Linked DNA regions of Oncorhynchus mykiss: region 2 is linked to region 1. The links are chromatin contacts, called in public Hi-C maps. All regions are on one chromosome and are shown on one strand. Each heading gives the region's core, a stretch centred on a gene start, on an enhancer-like site or on the middle of the called end of the contact. The rest is flanking DNA. Distances are from core to core; before and after follow the strand shown. Region 1 holds the start of LOC110527456 (actin-related protein 3). Region 2 holds the start of LOC110527460 (oxysterol-binding protein-related protein 11).

What was found. Hi-C and Micro-C count contacts between places; a contact is called where the count stands out from the background.
Region 2: a Hi-C map of liver shows a contact between it and region 1, with 5 times the contacts expected there. The contact joins the promoter of LOC110527460 here to the promoter of LOC110527456 in region 1. A contact is called at or near these places in 2 of 3 Hi-C or Micro-C datasets (blood and liver).

The regions. Positions count from the first base shown.
Region 1 is chr7:20,308,701-20,311,471 of USDA_OmykA_1.1, forward strand. It overlaps LOC110527456 (actin-related protein 3), which reads right to left and starts at 1,391. Exons shown (of 12, transcript XM_021608732.2): 1 at 1,168-1,391; 2 at 568-623. The coding sequence starts at 1,211. It overlaps LOC110527457 (a long non-coding RNA gene), which reads left to right and starts at 1,363. Exons shown (of 2, transcript XR_002474135.2): 1 at 1,363-1,466.
Region 2 is chr7:20,526,039-20,528,809 of USDA_OmykA_1.1, forward strand. It overlaps LOC110527460 (oxysterol-binding protein-related protein 11), which reads left to right and starts at 1,390. Exons shown (of 13, transcript XM_036982877.1): 1 at 1,390-1,510. LOC110527462 (glycerol-3-phosphate dehydrogenase [NAD(+)], cytoplasmic) reads right to left here. Exons shown (of 8, transcript XM_021608737.2): 1 at 2,410-2,771; 2 at 1,912-2,089; 3 at 1-85. The coding sequence starts at 2,450.

The DNA.
Region 1 (2,771 bases), core at 141-2,640:
TATCAGTGACAACACATTTGTGGCGTCCGTCTTCCGTTTACACACAGGTGTTCGGAAGAAGCAGATAGCGTTTTAGCACAGGTAACCCACTCTTTATTCTGTCTGTTTGCCATAAACAAGCGCCGTAACATGGAAATATGGCCGTGTGGGAACCCTAACCCTATTTTCTTTCATTAGTATTTATCGTTGATATAAAATATCCTTATGCTGCCAAAACCGTACTGCAAGCGATGTGTGAGCTTCGCGGTTCTTAACAAAACTCCTCAGTACAGAAGACACCTTCGTTCAATGACCCGTGTAGTGGAAAGGAACTGATAGTCATGATCAAGGGCTACATATGAATGGGCATGGTACATTATCATTAGAAGACTGTATGACAGCGTTTCCCAAACTCGGTCCTCGGGACTCCAAGGGGTGTTTTTTTTTGCCCTAACACTACACAGGTGATTCAAATGATCAAAGCTTGATGATCAGTTGATAATTTGAATCAGCTGTTTAGTGCTTGGGCAAAAACCAAAACGTGCACCGAGTTTGGGAACCGATGCTGTGTGACACAGAAATACTTACATGAAGGAACAATAAACTGTGGCTCTGTGTTTCCAGCATATCCAATCTTTGTGTACCTACAACAAATGCATTGCATGAGAAAGTTCAGTGGGTTATATAGATCATAATGGTGTAATCATTATAGCTCATGATGCATGATCTAAAGCAATGGGGGGGTACTTCTGGGGTACTCAGTCCGAGCAGAGCAAAATTCAGTTGGTGGTACAGTAACCGAAAAAGGTTGTAAACAACTCATCTAACGGGTGGCATGACTGTCTATGGACTAGGTCAGTTATACGCTTCCACAAGTTAAAACATACATTGTACGTAGACTACAGTAACAGATTAAAGTCAATGCATCCTGCTAATGTAACTTCTAACGAGTGGGGGACACTGATGGAAATCAGCTACTAGCAAGCTATCTTCTTGAACCTAAAATGGTTAACTAGCTAGTTTGCTGGCTAGATTAAACGAAATGAAGCAAATAAAGGTTGTTGCTGACTAGCTAGCTATCTTGATTTGTTTACTTTGCACGCCCAACGTGTATGCCATGTCTGGGTGCATCTAGCTAAAGCCAATGAATTAGTTAGCTAGCTATTAGCATTAGCACTTGCTACTTACCCTGTGCCACAGTCAACTACACAAGCCGGTAGACGTCCAGCCATGTTTCCTTAAATATCTACTGCAGAATGCAATGGTGAATTGCAGCTATATTCCAAATGGGTCTTATAAAAAGGAAAGTCGTTTGTTTTGGGTAGAGGGATAACCATTTATTTAGCTAGCTAGTTTAGAGGCGGAACCCTGAACCCGCAGAGTGAAGTTACTTCCGCAATCACATGATGCGGAAGTTTAAAGTGGCTGACGAGACGCTGATCATAACGTTTGTTAAAGCATTTCTAATATCGCACATTATCAGAGGGGTAAGTAAATGTACACGTTCTAATTGCATGTAAAACATATGAAACAATTATTCTCTATAATGTACCGGTCGTTTTTATAGTAGCAGCAATATAACTGTTCAGTCAATTCATGGACAGGATTCTGTGACTGCTGATGAGGGTAGTAGACTATCTGAATAGAATATCTTCTTTGAACATTGCATGACGCTATTGAAATAAATTACATTTAAAAGCATTGTATCAATGCGTTAGATTGACCTTTTGGGTGAACATGAAAACCAATATCTCTTCTCTCTATCCTATGTAAATTGTTCAATAGTATTGGTAAAATTGGGAGATTCAAGAAGTATACTGCATGAGTGATCTGTTTCACCCAAGTGAAACAAAAGTTCTCAAAAGTTTCCATTTTCAGAGCTATGTGTCCCTCGAAGCTATAGGCTAGTGCAGCACCCCAAAAAACATCTCCAGCGACCTGCTCTGCTTAAAGATGATATCATTGATTTACCTCCCATCAACCAGCCAAGGAGGATTGTATTCCCTTCCACCATGACCACATGGAAGGCCACTGATAAAGAAGATATATTAGCTGAGAGAGCTCTGGGGCTGAGAGCTGGATCCATCATGGAGGGCCATCTAGCGGCTAGACTAGATCCAATCCTTGAGCTTTTTAGAACATTGCCTTATTTCTCTCCAGGAAGAGTCTTTCATCGCTCACGTCGGTGGTCCGTCACTCCCTATATACTCACAAAGCCCTCAGCTTTCTCTTCTTGTTCAAACGGTCCTCTCCAGTCTCCAGTCAGTGGGAGAAACCATCCCTTTACTGTGTTTCGACATTAGGATGGGAAGAGGAAAAGCTGACAAATGGATACAGTTTAGCTGAGAAACCTCTCAAAGGTACATTTGATTCCTGTCCTCATTTAATATTAAATGTACATGCCCAGAGTTACTGTATTTGAAGGGTATAAGAAAGAGGATGCATGCAGTAAATTGTTATTATACTTGGGGTGTATTACTATTTCACCATTAGGTGGCAATATGCATTTGACAGTACAATGTACAGTCAGTGCCAATAGAAAGTACACCCCCTTGAACTTGTGGGATTGAAATAGATTTAATTACTTTTTTTTTTACATTGATCTCCACAAAATACTCTGTCAAAGTGAACATTTCTATGTATGTGTGTATATATATATATATAACAATTAAATGACTAAAATATAGTCGTTACATAAGTATTTGCCCCATTTGTTTAGGTATGCCTAAATTAGTTCAGAAGTAAATTTAGTTCAACAAATCACATAATACGTTATATGGACTCACCAGGTA
Region 2 (2,771 bases), core at 140-2,639, 220 kb after region 1:
ATAGCCTCCCAATGAACTGATGTGGAATGACAAAGATGAGTATGCTGGCCCCTTTCACCGCTTCTGTGATTTCTGGAACAGCAACCTGGTAAACCGAAGTGGGAAAAGATAGCATGATACACTGTACTATTCATGATGGATGTTACTATGTAGTAGCATTTATCGTGAATCTACATTACGCAGTGGAGGCTGCTGAGGGGAGGACGGCTCATAATCAATGGCTGGAACGGAGCGAACGCAATGCCGTCAAACACGTAGAGACCATGGGTTTCATGCCCTTCCATTTTTTCCGCTCCAGCCATTACCATGATCCCGTCCTCCCCAATCAAGGTGCCACCAACCTCCTGTGATTACAAGACGTTATGTAATGTTATTTTGTTACACGGTCGATTAAGGAATTGACATAAGGGGCGGCTGGATACAATAATACACACATTACGTTTTGACACAGTGGAAAGCAAGGTATGTCAGACTGGTCAGCCATTCAAAGATGCCAACTACCTTTAGCATCTATCCATGAAGGTATATTCTGGCTGGGGGAGTTTTGTTAAGAGCCTTGACGTTCATTCTGAACGTTAACATGCATCGCTTGCGGTACGGTTTGGGAAATATAAGGAACGTATCTTTTATAGCAGCGAGAAATAATTACCCAAAAACCTAAAGTGTAAATTCCTACACACCTTTATAGTATGTCTGGGAATTTCCAGGGACTTCACAATGCCATATTATCACAATATTTAGGTGCCAATACGATATGTATTGCGATTCTCACATTTCTATGTATTGCGATTCGACACTGTGATTTTATTGCGATTTAATGTTCCAAACTGTTCATCATAGCTGCAGTGGAACAAGCAAGAACATGAGAAAACAAGTTTGGATCAGTCATGGGAATAAAACTGCTGAAAACAAATTGGCTCCCTGGGGCGGCAGGGTAGCCTAGTGGTTAGAGCATTGGACGAGTAACCGGAAAGTTGCAAGATCAAACCCCCGAGCTGACAAGGTACAAATCTGTCATTCTGTCCCTGAACAGGCAGTTAACCCACTGTTCCTAGGCCGTCATTGAAAATAAGAATTTGTTCTTAACTGACTTGCCTAGCTAAATAAAGGTTAAAAAAAAAAGAATAAGACGGAGAACAAGTTATGAAGGAGTTTTGGTTTAGCTACAAACAACTAGCAAAAACAATCATATTGCGATATTTTCAAAAGCGCATGATATATTGTCAAAAGTAATATCCTTAAATGCAACTGTATAGATTTCTTACACCAGCACTATTTTATACGGTTAGGGTTTGTGTTCCCACATGGCCATGTTACAAACACTTTATTAAGGAAGACTGATGGAAGGCAGAGAAGACCACCTGTGCTAATTAGCTATCTAGCGTGCTTGAACACCTGTGTGTAACTGGAAAGGAAATGTAGTTTGTGGTCTGGAGGAACACATTTGGCATGATATTGATCCCATACTGCGCATACACACAGCCCTATGGTTCTGTGCAAAACTGATACAGTAAGCGTTATATTTTATATTTGAAAGATTATTTCTCACTTATTTGAAAGATTATTCCATGTTTCAAAAACCGCATTGCAAGCAATGATTATTGGCGTTTTCTAAACTTTAAAACAAAGAGATGGGATTATAGTTTAAATGGGCCCACCGGTAAACGGTGTTTATAGCTGAGAACCCTAGGGATAAGGCAGAATGCCTTGTTCTTGAGAACAACCCAGACGGATATGTTGTTAGCTCTGTATAGGTCAAACTTCACTCACCTTATCTGTGTGTGTCCTTTTACACAACCACAAAGCATGTCCGGAGATAGGAGATAATGTTAAGTCCGATGTATTGCCCAACTCAATGATTTGTAATCTTGAGGCAAAAAAATATCATATTAAACAAAACACAATACCTACCACATTTTTGGGAAGCTTGTGACCCGGTAGGTATTTGACGTTCTCATGCTCTGTGTTGATGATTTCTGTTAACTTTTTGCCTTCGACCATCTCTTCAAACACCCACATGTTGACAATGGGGTCAAACCTGTTGGATCTCTTTGCATTGTGACCGACGATTTTGGCTATCGCAGAGCCCCTAGGAGATGATGAAAACAGATTGAAGGGCAATGAAATAACACCATTCATATTTTCAAAATCCCAGTCGCAAAATGAACATGCTAAATATATCCTGGGGGTACAATAACCAGATTATAACAGTACACGGAATGGCTTGCATATCCCCAAACCTTCAAATCAAACGTTATGTTTGATATTCTATGAAACTACAAGCAAGTTGTACATTTAGCCAAATATCAGCACTTAGTTGGCTACATTATGAATCAATCAGTGGAATTAATGACGATACAATGTTGTCGAATGCAGGCACATGCAAATTGAGAAAGCGGATAAATATACCAGTTTCCAGATCCAACGATGCACACTTTCTTAGCGGGCATTTTTAAGGTAGAGTAGCAGGCAGGATTCCTTTAACAGTGTTAACATATCAGTAAAATGCCGTGTTTATAACCATAACTTCCTTATACGCCATAGTCGTGTGGGCAGCACATTCTTTTTTAGCACACCGCCCTTTTTGTACTTGTTTATAAAAGAAGGGAAAGGGGTTTGTACGTGTTAGATAACAGTAGGGTTATTCTGGGTGTGCCACCACGACGAACATTAATGCATGGAAAAAGTCCTATAGTTTTCTCGATTTGCAGAGCTCCGAGGAAAAACAAAATTATCACTGTCTGTCATGCAACATGACTGGAATATATGCT